Regions from separate parts of the Mus musculus genome. Here region 2 is linked to region 1. Evidence: chromatin contacts called from public Micro-C data. All regions are on one chromosome and are shown on one strand. Each heading gives the region's core, a stretch centred on a gene start, on an enhancer-like site or on the middle of the called end of the contact. The rest is flanking DNA. Distances are from core to core; before and after follow the strand shown.

Region 1 (7,088 bases), core at 1,415-3,914:
TAGCTGGGGCAAACACACAACCTTCCATAGACCTATACCGATTTCACGCCGATTTTAAAAAGAAGAAAAAAACCCTTGGCACTATAATAAAAGCAAAATTTAAACACCGACACCGTGTCTTATGAATACATAAATCGTTGTTCTACTGTAGCTCGGCCACGATGAAAGAAATCGCATTAAGCTTCCTCTATAATGTATGTTACAAACATGCCTTTGCGAGAAGAAAACAAAATGCAACCTAGCCTCTCTGGCCGCAGGCCCTTCCTCACTCATTGCTCCTCCCCCTTCCCCCAAAATCAGCGTTGGATTTTAAAAGAGGGCTTGGGGCTTTCTGGAGGCGGGAAGCTTTCCTGTCACTTTATTTTTTTTCCAGGCGTTGCTGGAGCAGACCCCGCAGGGCGCATGTGTGTGAGCGTGTGTAAAATACGAATTCGGGAACAGTTCTGTGTCTAGAAATTGTGGCTTCTAGAGCTCTTGCACTGGAAAGCCGGAAGCAGTGCGCGGGACAGAGGGTGCAGGCACCACACATCGGTCGAGTTCCCAGTCCTTTCTGAACCCGGTTTCTGTAACCCCGAGACAGGCAGCCGGCCTGTCTCCTCTGCATCCCCATCCAGTGCGGTTTCCATGTTCTCATTCATTTCTTGGACCTCTCTCATTCATCCCAAACTTCCTCATTCGTTCTCCATCCTCTACTTCCCCGCCCCTCCCCAACCCCCACGCTTCTTGCCAAATGTCAGTAATTTGGGACAGCTTCTATCCATGAATTAATAAAGACTGAGGCTCCAATGGGGGGCGGGGGAGAAAGGTAGATATTTAGGAACATACATTTTAATTCCACTATGAAAATTTTGGTCATCTTCAGGCTGAGGTTCATCAAATGCATCTCTCCTGAAATTACTGTTTCATTATTTCTATTCTCATCTACTAGGAAAACAGAGTCCCCAAACATCCTCCAGGTGAAGTCCCTATCTTAAAACATTAGCTGTTTCTTAATCTATGAACATTAGTCGTCTAACTGCAAAATGCCACACTCACTTATTTCTAACACTTACAGCATTTGCTGCCCTTGGGATCTATGTCCTAGGATGGTTGCAGCTCTTTGAACTAATGTCAAAGGCACAAAACCACCAGATGCAAAGCATTAAGTCATCTCCTAAAATTAAAGGAAAAGGCAACATCCCGGTGCATGCTCCTTGCTTTGCAAAAATCCCAGTTTCTGCAAAACAATAAACAAATAAACAACCAAAAAAATCCCCCAAACAAATTCTCAAGAATATGGCAAATGCATATGGACCCCATAGAAAGAATCAGTTTTAATGCTCCGAAAGCCCCAATTTCTCTATATTTCTTATGAAGAAAAAATGTTAAGTATTTCTTCTCTTGTCCCACACAAATTCCCTGACGCACCCCTGAAATGCTGCAAGGATTTGTCTGTAAAGAACGCTCCAGCCTGGCACGAACAGTTTTCTCCATCTGCAGAATAACCACTGGGAGACTTTCTATTTTTTTCCTTTTGTCCATTCTATTAATAAGCTGCTTTAATTTCCCTTTTCAGTTACATTAATTAATGTTTCCATCCAGTATCACATAAGCGGATTCACTAGTACTTAAAACATTTGCATTTTGGATGGAAAAATATAAACTTTAAAAAAGCCTCCCAACAGTGTAGCTGAGACTCACATTCCTTAACATGAAATGGGGGGGGGGGCTAAATAAATCCATCCAATAAACCGCCACAAACAAAAATTACAAACCCACGAAAAGACAAAATGCGAACACGTTAAACCACTTTCCTGTATAAAAATAATAGAGATGCTAATCTGCCAAAAATCACAGACACACATGACCCTGAAAAAGTATATCAGTGAATATTTGGTTGATTTATCCTTCTCGGAGTAGTCTGCGGTGCCCGGAGCAAACGCTGCAGCTAAGATCTAGGGGGAGGGGCGGAGGAAGGACAAAGTTCTAAATGCTGCAGTTTGAGGGCAGCCTTAGAATATCTTTGCTTTCTGCATATAAACTTTTCAGCCCTAGCTACCTAGGCATCTTATTCCTCCCTTTACCTTTTGACCCCTCAAGATAGTATCTTGCAGTATAACAGGGGACAAATGCTACGAGCGCTCAGATCCTGTTTTAACCCCAAAGAGGGAGGAAAAAAATGGATGTGCGCTTTGGAGAAAAGGGAGAACCCCCCTTGGAAAACAGCCGGTCACACACACACACTTCCCTGCAAAAGAAATCACTTTCTTTAGGAAAACCAAACCAGAACTCCTTCCAGAGTCCCCAAGAGCTAATGCCCCGACTCAGGGAGTCTGCAGGGTTTTCTGCAACCAGCGGCAGACCCTGGCCAGCAAGTCCCCTTAGGCGCCTCTGGGGTAGGCAATCTCCGGTCGCCTACCAAGCCGTACCGGGCGGCCACTTACCTATTTGCACCGCGAGGATCAGTGAAATATATCTGCCGTTCAACTTAAGTCCCATCCTACGTTTAGTCAAACCATTTGCGACCGCAGACCTTTAAATAGTTAGTTTAGAGAACGCGGGGGAAAGCTGAAAAATAGGCATTGCCAACAAGTTCCGGGAGCGACAGAGACTTTATGCACTGGGAAGGCAGAGGGAGGAGAGAAAGAGAGGGAGCGAGGAAGAGACAGAAAGAGAGTGAGAGAGTGAGAGGCTGGGGGGGGGGGGGGAGAGCTGGGAATGGTTCACTCCATTAGGAGGGGGCGGAGGAAGTACAGCCTCACGCCCACGAGCAGGCCTGACGTGGGGGATGACACGGATTGATTTTTTTTTTTTTTTATAATATAGACACCTTGGTAGAGAATCACCATTTATAGTCATAAGACTCTGGAATTAATCAGATATCTCCAATTAATGTGCGATCTCAACGAAATCTCGCCTCTCTGTAGTGACTGATTTTCATCCCAGTGGCCACCCCCGCCTCCTCGTTCCAGGGGCCCCCAGCCCCGCCCCCTCCCTGCGCAGAATCGGGGCTCCCTCTCCTCTCCCCGCCCCGGAGACGGGGAGTCCTGGTGCGCCCACTCGATTGTTCAACCTGCTCCCTCCTTCACTGGCGCCACAACGAACCCAGACACTTCCAACCCTGCAGAGAGGTTTGGGGAGCTTTGGGCCCAGGGAGGACAGAGGGGAGAGACTCCTCCGGTCCGAATCACCCTTCTCTCGCCCTCAGTGGGGTGCAGACCCCCTCACTTGCCTACCCTAGTTTTCTCTCCAGCCCCACAGTTGAGCTCTAGGCGCAGCCTAGAGCGCGTGAGCACATAACCCGGCCCCCCAGCACACGCACACACTCACAAAAGCGCACGCCCGGGAGCGCCCCCGAGCTCGCCCGCACACTCCGCACGCGAGCGCGCGTACACACCCAGGCCCCGGGGGTTCGTTCGGCTCGCATGGGGGCCCCCAGAAATAGACTCTGCGTGCCCTCTTGTGAATGTCACTATTCGCGACGCTCACCCACCGAGGGGCATCTATACCAGGCATAGAGACACCTATTTTAGGGGGTTGGAAAGGCTGTCGGGCAAGAAGCCTAGGCTAGGGTAAATTTCGGTTTCTTGTGGTTTACAAACTCTTCGCGCTTTAGGAAATTTCCAAGGCAAGCTCTGGTGTACAACTCCTTTCTGGGGCCTCCTGAAGTCATCTGTAGGGTCACACTGACATGTTGATACACGCACCCACGTCCATCACGTACACACCCAGACCCACACACACCTGCGCTCTTTATTTTATTTTTTGATGATCCAGCACTGACTGCAGTAAAGAAATATCTCTTCAGCTGCGTTCGTGCAAGGTCCTGTAGTGGATCGTGTAAGATGGAAAAATAATCAGGGCTACTTCTTAAATGAAATTAAGTTTTGATTTTTTTTCTCCTTTTCTGCAATGCACCACACCCTCTTTCCCAGTCTGAATTCTAGCGTCTTTAATCAAATGTTGATGGCCGCATTGGCTAACTGTATTACTTGAGCCAATGAAGAGATATGCGAAAGGAGAAAAATAAAAGAGCCTTCATATTTTATAAGACTGCAGGGCGACCGCGTAAGGCTAGGTTAGTGGCAGAAATGAAAGGGGATTAGGGAGACCGGGCTTCCGTTTAATTTGCCTTTCGAAGCCCCTGCACTGGGAGCCCACACAGTCAGCCATCTGTGCACACAGACGGAGAAAGGGAGAAAAGGGTGCAAAACTGGGGTCAGGTGACGGGCGGTGGAGGGACTGAGTAGGACCGCGAGGGTCTTGAGGCAACTAGAAGCTGAAAAGCGCGCACCGAGGGGACCCAAGCTTGCAGCCCTGCAGAACTGCAGAACCAGGGCAAGCTGCCACGGCTGTAGGGGCGGAGCCACGTCCCTGCCCCTGGTGATGTCAGTGGTGGGTGGGCGGGGTAGCGGGGGCGCGCTTTCCCGGTGTCCAGGGGCCCAGTGGCGGGGCCAGGAGTTTCCTGCCCCAGTGTTCAGAGGCTCCCAGAAAAGCAGAAAAGGTGGGCGGGAAGGAGGCGGGGCGAGAAGGGTGGCGAGTGGGGGGGGGGGCGTCCCTCGGACCCTCCCCCAATGCTCTCCAATGGTAGAGAAGGGGCTGGCAAGGGGCGGGACCTCAAGGTTGGAAGCTCTTCCCCCATACTCCCTTGTCCCTTCAGGGTTCCACGCACAGGGCCACCGGTTTCCCCATCTTCCACCCACGTCCGTGGCTCTGAGCCGAGTCCTCCTGTCTCCGCTCCAAAGTCTCAGAGCCTGAGTACCCGGGAATTTACATTTCGTACCCTCAACGTCCTTGCCTTCTCCCGCTCACGCATCGGGACCTTCTAGAACATTTTCAGTGGGTGCCATGGGATCTTCCCTACTACATCCCTTCTCACTTAAAACCAGAGGCTTCAGGTGTGAGGAAGCTGCATTGAAAAACTAAATGGAGCTGAGTGAATCGTGCGCTCAAGGCGTCTGCAGTCCTGCGCGCCTGCGTAGATTCTGAACCCGCTGTTCCTTGCCACCTGGGTGCCTGCTGGTCCTTCCCTTTACACTGGCCCCCTCTACTTCCTGGCCTCCCTTCCCTGGTACAAGGCTTAAAAAAAGTGAAGCAAGAGTCTGGCAGAGGTACAGTCCATAAATAATCCGGGAGAATGAATAATTGAAAGCAGATGCTAACGATGTTTTTGTTTTTGAAATTTCTAACCTTTAAAAATCACAGGTCATTCTTCAGTCTAGGCCCAGGAAGGCTTTGTTTCTTCCTATTTTTAACCGAAGGGAAATAAAAGCCAAGATCATGGGCAAGGATGACTGAGATCACAGGGCAGTATTCATGGTTGAGGGTGGACTGGAGGTCATTTCTTTTATTAATTTGAAAAGCCTATTCATGTCATACTTAGCCCTGTCCTTCACATGACCTTGGGCATCCCTGGGAGGTTTGGGGTTTCATTCTCCCAATCTGAAAACGAAGAGGACAGGTCTATGATGCGATTTCCAGAGGATCTTCAACTCTACCTTTTTATGAATTAGAGCTTTCTTAGAATACCGTGGACATGTCTGTAAGAGGGGACGTCCAAGCCAAAGTATAATATCTAAGCAAAAAAATGTCTGTCATAGATCAACAGGGATAAAGATGGTTCCCCTTCCAATAACTAATTTTCCTAAATGCAGTACAAAACGTTTAAAAAAAAAAGAGTTCTTGGTGCTGTTTGGGTCTTCAGGCTGAACATGAGGAACACCAAATGTAGGTGTGTGTAAATGACAGGCAGGCAGAGTTCCTTTCCCTGAAACACCCAGGTTCTCTCTCAATTCAGGCTGGGCCACCACTCCAGTTTGGCTGAGCAGTTTATGAGCTGAGTTCCCTGCTCCCTCTTCTAGTTCACCATGCACAGACTTCCCAGAAGCTGCCATCTCAAGACACATCCCCTTGAAATTGTTTGTGAGAACAGTTGCCAGGACCAGTGGGAGTTCCCATTTCTGCCTTCTAGGCCAGAAAAGAAGCCGAACCAAGCACAGTGTTTACATCTGTGAAACGTCCTCATCAAACCCATTATCTTGTATGTGAAAGAAAAGTATTAGTTAAAAAACAAGATGAACCCATGTTAGCAGCCCCTTTTCTACCCTCAAGCTTACTCCTTGGTGAGGTGCCTTTTCCCCCTTTTCAAAATTTAGTGACACCTTTAGTCTCGAAATCTATGGCTGACTGAGGAAACTTGGTTTTAATGCAGACATTTGGATTCCGGAAGTCATCGCTCTCCTCTTTAAAATAAGCATGGTTGCTGTGGAATGTAGACAGAGAATGTTGAGGTGACCGTGAACATCTCCACGGTCCCTCTCCACAATGGATTACGTGTGATTTGTGTTCCCGTGTGTGATCCTTGGACCAGAAGGAGCAGAGCTGACACAATTAAACCCTCGAGAGAGCTCCCTGAGTGGCACTTTGACGTTGTGTGAGCTCTGATCTCTGACAGGAGACTTGTGTGCTGAACACTAGAAAAGTCTTCTTCTTGGGGGGGCGGTACATCCTGGAGTGTTAGGGGACACAAGGCATCTCAAGCTTGCTCCACAGCCTCAAGCAAGGACTGCTAGAACGAAGGCCAACTAATTGCACGGGGAAAACACGGTAAAAAATATCAAGAGTTGGAGAAAGTGAAAGGGGATTTGAGTTCTTGGTTTTTTTCCCTGGTATTGCTTTCTTTAATGTTCCAAGTTATTTTAAAATAAATTAGTTAAAAAAATCAATTCTAGGTAGTTATGGGGTTTGCTACAGTTTTCATAATGTTAGTGTGTCCCCCCAGTGGTTCCTGTATTGAAATTTAATCACTGTAGTGAGATATTAAAAGAGAGGTAACTTAATGAAACTATGGTGTTCAGAGGCAAGGCTTTTGGGGAGTGATTAGGACCTGGTAAGGTCATCATGGGGATCCATGACTGAATACTACTAGCTTCATAGAGAGACTAACCAGAGGATACACACACACACACACACACACACACACACACACACACACAACCTACATTCTATAAACATACACACATACTTTATACACATACACACTCATATATATATATGTACAACACACACATACTATACACATGCTCTCTCTCTCTCTCTCTCTCTCTCTC
Region 2 (7,088 bases), core at 2,559-5,058, 4.9 Mb before region 1:
ATAAGCAGTGTAATCATTTTGTGTTCGAAGTAATCAAAAGACAAACGCCTTTTTTCGTTTTTGTTTTGTTTTTTTGTTTGTTTGTTTGTTTGTTTTGGTAGAAGTCGTTCAAAGGAAGGGGTTGAATTAGAGGAATCCCGTTATGAACGTTCTGCTGTCAAGCCTCCGAAGGAGGAAGTCGATTCACAGGAACTCGCAGCCACCCAGGTGTTTGCCCACCCACCCCCATCCCCACCGCGCGCCTTCTCCCTCTGGTGAAAAGTCACACGGATGACAAAACCTATGTGCCGCCTGATGGTTTGATAACAAATAACGGGCTTTGACCTTAGGACATCCTCCCCTCCCACGGACTTCTGGAGAGGAAAAAGGCCAAATGGAGGACTAAGGGAATTCTCTAAATAATTGAAAGACACCTCCAAAGGGACTTTGCCCTACTTGTCTGTCGTGGTAGCCTCGTGGGAAGTTTCCCATACACACTGCTGGGACAGTTGTCGCCGGCCCAGGCCCACTTCATCTTCCAGCTGGGAAAGCCACCTCTACTGACACCAGCCCCCTGGGGAGCCGTGGAGGGTTGTACCATCTCGGGTACAACTAGTCCTGACCCTCGATGCACACGCAGGGGCTTCCAAAGGCTAAACACCGAACCAAGAGAATAAAACTACTGCAAATGGGCAGAGGAATCTTAGGCCTGACATGAGTGGGGTCTGGGGGGGGGGGGGGTGTACCGCCTAGGGAACACAAGTCGATCTGTTTCACACCCTGCGGGAGTGAATTTCTGAAAGCGTCTCTCCATCCAATCTTTACTCCCTTAACTAGAAATCGGAAAATAGCTTTTCCAGGTTCTGGTGACCAGCCTCGGTGTTGCTGGCCCTTGGCCCCACTCCCCATTCCTGTGGTGTCACCACGTCCCCAATCCGGGCATTCCAGAAGCTCTCCGCCACAGCCCGCTTCCCGGTGCTTTTGTGCAGGAGGGGCCCACAGAGGCACAGAGGCCTCTTTTTTTTTTTTTTTTTAAACCGTTACCGTGACGTCATACCTCTTTCTCAAAGCTAAGATCCCTTCCTTGGGCCTGGGGAATTGTAACCTCTCCAGGAGGGTCAGAGAGGGGAACGAAGGTCGGCTGCGCCTCAGCCACCAGTTCACCAAACATTCATTACCGCTGTCGCTTGCGGGGACTTTCAAGCTGCAAGTACCCAAGGTGTCAAAAAAGATGCCCAAGGGGTCCTGCGGTATTTCTCCCAATCAAGTCACAGGTTGTCGGGGAGACGGCAAAGTGATTGCCCGGGGGACAACAGAAAGAGGGCATCCAAAACTTCAACACAAAAATGAAAACTTTAGCTTGTACCCCCCAAAGACTGCATCTTCACGTTCAAACAACAGCCAGTAACAACAATAAAACACCAAGCGCTTGAAATACAATCAAACCGTTCACTGGAGGCTTGCTTCCGAGTAAGCATATAAAAACCAAATGCAAATATCTTTTCCTGGCGATTATCCAGAGCCAAACCATGGAAAGTTGATCTTTGTAAAACTGAACACCCCCCCCACCCCCCCGCGTGCCAAATACGAATTTCACAATGTCAAATTTTATATCCAAAGCCAGGAGGGCAACAGAAAACACCACTGCTGTTTGATTTGTTATTTACAGAACAAACTGTTTACACTTCTAAGGACTGGGGGTTGGGGAGCAATTGGGGACTGGGGGAGGGCACGCAACACATTGTCTCTTACAGAACCCCGCCCGCTGGAATGTGGAAACCCCACAATCAGAAAACAAACAAGTTGCTAAAAGCTGCGAAGTTGCTAAAAGCTGCGATCATCCTACCACACAGCTGGTTGTGCACACACAGCTTAAGAACCAAATGCCAAGGTGTAGGGGACGATCACTTTCTAATTGTACTCCAGCTAGGGCCAGACCCAGGACTTAAAGCCACAGCGTCAGGAGCTGGTGAGGCCATTGGTGTGCTGGGCTAGAAGGAGACATGAATTTATATTTTAGGACGTGTAGCTTATACTCTCACCACATTCAAGAATCTTTAGGAACAACTGCTGACTCTGGTACTTCTCCCAGTCCAACAGTGTCCTTAGTCTTGCAAACATCTGGGAATAGAGGATCAAGTGAGCCCACATTGTGCTAGACCAGGATGCAAACTGCTTGCTTCCCTTTGAGAGAGAGAGAGAGAGAGAGAGAGAGAGAGAGAGAGAGAGAGAGAGAGAGTGTTGTGTTTGTGTGTGAATTCTAGAAACATGAGTCTTCTTTCCTTGATATAAATGCCCATTTTGAAATTACACACATGTATGTATTATGTATGTATGTGCGTATAAGCATATGTTCAAGCAAAACAGAGCTGTGCCTACTGCATAAATAAGCATCTTTATCTACTAAGGGAGAGGTGGTGGTGATGGTGTGTGTGTGTTAGTGAGGGAAAGAAGGTTCAAGTCGGTAAACCTTTTGACTCCCAGCAAGTCCTAGCGTTAAAGATTACCAGAAATCGGAGGAACCGAGGTGAAAAATATTCACAAACACTTTTTCACAGTGTTTCTCTCAAACCCATCTTCTAGCAAACGACCTGGTGCCCACTCTGTCAGATTTTTTTTTTCTGGACCAGTTGCTGAAATACAGGGTTGTTTTTCAGTCAGAGGGAGGCCTATCCTCTCAGATCCTCCAATACCGCCCCCCCACCCCCATCTCTACCCATCCTGTTCTAGTCACCCAGAGGCTGCAGCCTTGAGGTTTAATCACGGAATATCTAGGATCATTCGGGGCTTATCTCTTCAAAATCTTTAAGCCGCCTTGTAGGTGCAATTCTGAACACTTCCTCCAACTCAGACTCTGTGAGACAGCTGCCCTGGAATGGGTAGAGGCTGAGAGTGGCTGGGGGAAGCCTTAAGTTCTTGGGGATATTTACCTGACTCTGCTTCACCACAACTACTAATGTCACCGAGCTCTTTTGAACTTAACTGCCCCTACGAGCCAAAATGTACTGGTCAGGACAGAGGGGCAACGCATGGTTTGTCGAGGAAACTTCTGGAGTCCTCTTAGCCCGAACTCTCTAGCTCTTTTAAGCCCTGGAACGCCTGTGAACCCCGTGCTCCTCAATGTGGCCTACACATTCCATCAGCTTAACACACGTTTGAAGTTCCAAGTTTCTATCCCCTCCGCTTACTGCTAGCAGGGAGTGGGGCGAGGCACCGAAATACCATCTTCTTCCTCACTGGAACCCCGGCGGCTGTAACAGCCTTGGTAACCTAAAGTCGGACTGGAGAACCTGCCTGTGGAGAGCAAATGTGATGTTGGTGTGACCGGTGATAGCAGGGAGAGGGATATTCGGAAAGGAGAGGACAAGGGATGGGCGGAGGGCTGGAAAGGACGGAGAAACTCCCGGCGCTGGAGACAGCACGGTAGAGTAAGGACTGAGGCAGATCCTGTGTGACTCGAGGGCTCCGTGGAGGCCTGGGAACAGTGGACGCAGGAAGGGTCTCCGGGCCGGTGAGGACTCCGAAAGTCCGCAGACCGGGAGAACCGCAGAGTCTGGGAGTGAGTGGGTGGGTGCGGTGGGAGGACCGAGCGCGGGCTGCGGGCAGGGGCGCGGGCGCCGGGCCCGGGCAGCCGGCGCGCGTGTGGTCAGCCCCGCGGTCCTCCAGCCGCCAGGAGCGGGCCGGCAGAGCTCGGCCGCTGGCTCATTCACAGGCGTCTCTCGCCTCCCATTGGCTGCCGCCTCCGTAGTGGGGCGGGGCTCCCCTGCCCGGAAAAAAATGTAACTGCGTAAAAAAGTCCTCGCCTGGGTGACGGATGCTCAAAAGTTCAGAAGTTTTCCCAATGCTTCCTTAAGCGGCCGGCGCAAGAGACTGAGAAAAGGTGACGCGGGGGCCCGGGAAGGCGGCCGGCGCGCTGCCCCCGCCCCTGGTTATTTGGCCGCCTTAGCCAGCAGCCCCGAGCAGTGTCTCCTGGAAGGCGCAGGCAGTGGCGAGCAGGGCGCCTTATTTTTTTTATTTGTTTTTGTTTTTTTTTTTTTTTAATTTTTTTTTAACTTTTGTCTCTTTTTTTGCCCCGACTGCGCCTGGAAGTTGATCCGAACGTTCCTCCGAGGCGGCTTGCAGCGTCCTGGTCTGGCCCTCTCCGGGTGCAGCGACCCTCCCTCGCCGCCCGCGCGGGAACTGAGTGGGCTGCGAGGCGCCAGGCGAGCGCAGGGAGAGGCCGAGCGGCCCAGGGCGCAAGGAGGCGGCCGCGGCCGGGACAGACGCAGCGCGGAGGGGCCCGCGGTAGCTCGGCGCGGCCCGGACTCGGACTCGGCGGCCGGTGCGGCGCGGCCCGGCCCGAGCGAGGGTGGGGGGCGGCGGGCTGCGCCTGGCGGCGGCGAGCCGGGGCCATGCAGGCGCGCTACTCGGTGTCCAGCCCCAACTCCCTGGGAGTGGTGCCCTACCTCGGCGGCGAGCAGAGCTACTATCGCGCTGCCGCGGCGGCGGCCGGGGGCGGCTACACCGCCATGCCGGCCCCTATGAGCGTGTACTCGCACCCTGCTCACGCCGAGCAGTACCCGGGCAGCATGGCGCGCGCCTACGGGCCTTATACGCCGCAGCCGCAGCCCAAGGACATGGTGAAGCCGCCCTACAGCTACATCGCTCTTATCACCATGGCCATCCAGAATGCCCCGGACAAGAAGATCACTCTGAATGGCATCTACCAGTTCATCATGGACCGCTTCCCCTTCTATCGGGACAATAAGCAGGGCTGGCAGAACAGCATACGGCACAACCTCTCGCTCAACGAGTGCTTCGTCAAGGTGCCCCGCGACGACAAGAAGCCAGGCAAGGGCAGCTACTGGACGCTCGACCCGGACTCCTACAACATGTTCGAGAACGGCAGCTTCCTGCGGCGGCGGCGGCGCTTCAAGAAGAAGGACGCAGTGAAGGACAAGGAGGAGAAGGGCCGGCTGCACCTCCAAGAACCGCCACCGCCGCAGGCCGGCCGCCAGCCCGCGCCCGCGCCCCCGGAGCAGGCCGAGGGCTCCGCTCCCGGGCCACAGCCGCCGCCCGTGCGCATCCAGGACATCAAGACGGAGAACGGTACGTGTCCCTCGCCTCCCCAGCCCCTGTCCCCGGCTGCCGCCCTAGGCAGCGGCAGCGCCGCCACAGTGCCCAAAATCGAGAGCCCCGACAGCAGCAGCAGCAGCTTGTCGAGCGGGAGCAGCCCCCCGGGCAGCCTGCCGTCGGCGCGGCCGCTCAGCCTGGACGCTGCAGAACCCGCGCCGCCGCCACAGCCTGCGCCGCCGCCGCATCACAGCCAGGGCTTCAGCGTGGACAACATCATGACGTCGCTGCGGGGGTCGCCGCAGGGTTCGGCCGCTGAGCTCGGTTCCGGCCTCCTGGCCTCGGCGGCTGCGTCCTCGCGCGCGGGCATCGCGCCCCCGCTGGCGCTGGGTGCCTACTCTCCGGGCCAGAGCTCCCTCTACAGCTCCCCCTGCAGCCAGAGCTCCAGTGCGGGCAGTTCGGGCGGCGGGGGTGGCGGCGGCGGCGGAGGCGGCGGCAGCAGCAGCGCTGCGGGTACGGGGGGCGCCGCCACTTACCACTGCAACCTGCAGGCTATGAGCCTGTACGCGGCGGGCGAGCGTGGCGGCCACTTGCAGGGTCCGGCGGGAGGCGCGGGCAGCGCGGCGGTGGACGACCCCCTGCCCGACTACTCGCTGCCTCCAGCGACCAGCAGCAGCTCTTCGTCCCTGAGTCATGGCGGGGGCGGCCAGGAGGCCAGCCACCACCCTGCATCCCACCAGGGCCGACTCACCTCGTGGTACCTGAACCAGGCAGGTGGAGACCTGGGCCACTTGGCGAGCGCGGCGGCGGCTGCGGCGGCCGCAGGCTACCCTGGCCAGCAGCAGAACTTCCACTCGGTGCGGGAAATGTTCGAGTCTCAGCGGATCGGCTTGAACAACTCCCCGGTGAATGGGAATAGTAGCTGTCAGATGGCTTTCCCTGCCAGTCAGTCTCTGTACCGCACGTCGGGGGCTTTCGTCTATGACTGTAGCAAATTCTGACCCTATTCCCGGCACTCTTAGAGCCAAATGGAATGGAACCCCAGAGCAGGAACAGTAAAAGAATCCAGCAATGCAAAATCGAAACTAAAAACATACAAATTTTAAAACTTGAGAAGATTCCTCACACCAGCGAACAGAATCTCTCCTGAAATTCAGCTCACCAGCATCAGCTCAAAGAAAACCTATTTTCCTAAAAGATTAATGCAGAACCTCCTCCATTTTTGCCTTATCTAAGTAAGCAAAACCGTAAACTATTTTGTACAGACAACAAAATCATGGTTTATTAAAGGACAGTTTACTCCAGATACCACGTAAGTTTCTTGCGTTCAGAGACTCGCTTTCCTGCTCATTCGTCTTGCCCCTCTGCCTCTGCCTTGCCTCTCACCTGTAAGATATTTTATCCTATGTCGAAAGAACGGGAAAGTACCTGTTTATGAAAATCGCTTTCTTTTTATTCATGGACTTGTTTTTAAATGTAAATTGCAACATAGTAATTTATTTTTAATTTGTAGTTGGATGTTACGGACCAAACACCAGAAAGTGTTCCAAAAGCTTTTCAAGTTAAATTGCCTGAAACTTTTAAAATGTGCCTTTTCTCTCATTATAAAAAGGGAAACTGTATTAATCTCCTTCTATCATCCTTTTCTTTTTGTTGATCATATCCATTGTTTGTTTATTAATAAATTGCCATTCAGTTTGAATAAGACCTATATGTCTGAATACTTTAATACAGCTTTAATAGAAAAGATTTCAGAGCGGAAATTGTAGGAGTTCCCTAGTCTCTGTCAGATTTTTTAAATGTGGAGAAAACTTCTAGGTGATGTCAAATTTCGCTAAACTCAGTTTTTAAAATTGTTAAGTAGATTTTTTTTCCCCCTACAGCGTTTTCTGCAAAACATACTATCTAGTCAACTTGCTTTGTGGCTATTAAAAGGATAATTTCCTAAGTAGATCTGAGTTGGCACATGAACAAATACTTTTCTTCAGTAACTACAGAACATGATTTGGCGATTTTTAAGTCCATGAATCAGCACCAGTGTTACCACAGTGGTGCCT

The links. Hi-C and Micro-C count contacts between places; a contact is called where the count stands out from the background.
Region 2: a contact with region 1 is called in a Micro-C map of embryonic stem cells, with 17 times the contacts expected there. The contact joins the promoter of Foxc1 here to the promoter of Nrn1 in region 1. A contact is called at or near these places in 4 of 39 promoter capture datasets (cranial neural crest, embryonic stem cells, frontonasal cranial neural crest and 1 more), 8 of 484 Hi-C or Micro-C datasets (embryonic stem cells and epiblasts) and 1 of 115 datasets of contacts at active chromatin or transcription factors (embryonic stem cells).

Annotation. Positions count from the first base shown.
Region 1 is chr13:36,731,813-36,738,900 of GRCm38.p6, forward strand. It overlaps Nrn1 (neuritin 1), which reads right to left and starts at 2,665. Exons shown (of 3, transcript NM_153529.2): 1 at 2,424-2,665. The coding sequence starts at 2,478. It overlaps Gm30177 (a long non-coding RNA gene), which reads left to right. Exons shown (of 2, transcript XR_382190.4): 2 at 1-110.
Region 2 is chr13:31,802,838-31,809,925 of GRCm38.p6, forward strand. Foxc1 (forkhead box C1) reads left to right here and starts at 3,809. Exons shown (of 1, transcript NM_008592.2): 1 at 3,809-7,088. The coding sequence starts at 4,371. The coding sequence ends at 6,032.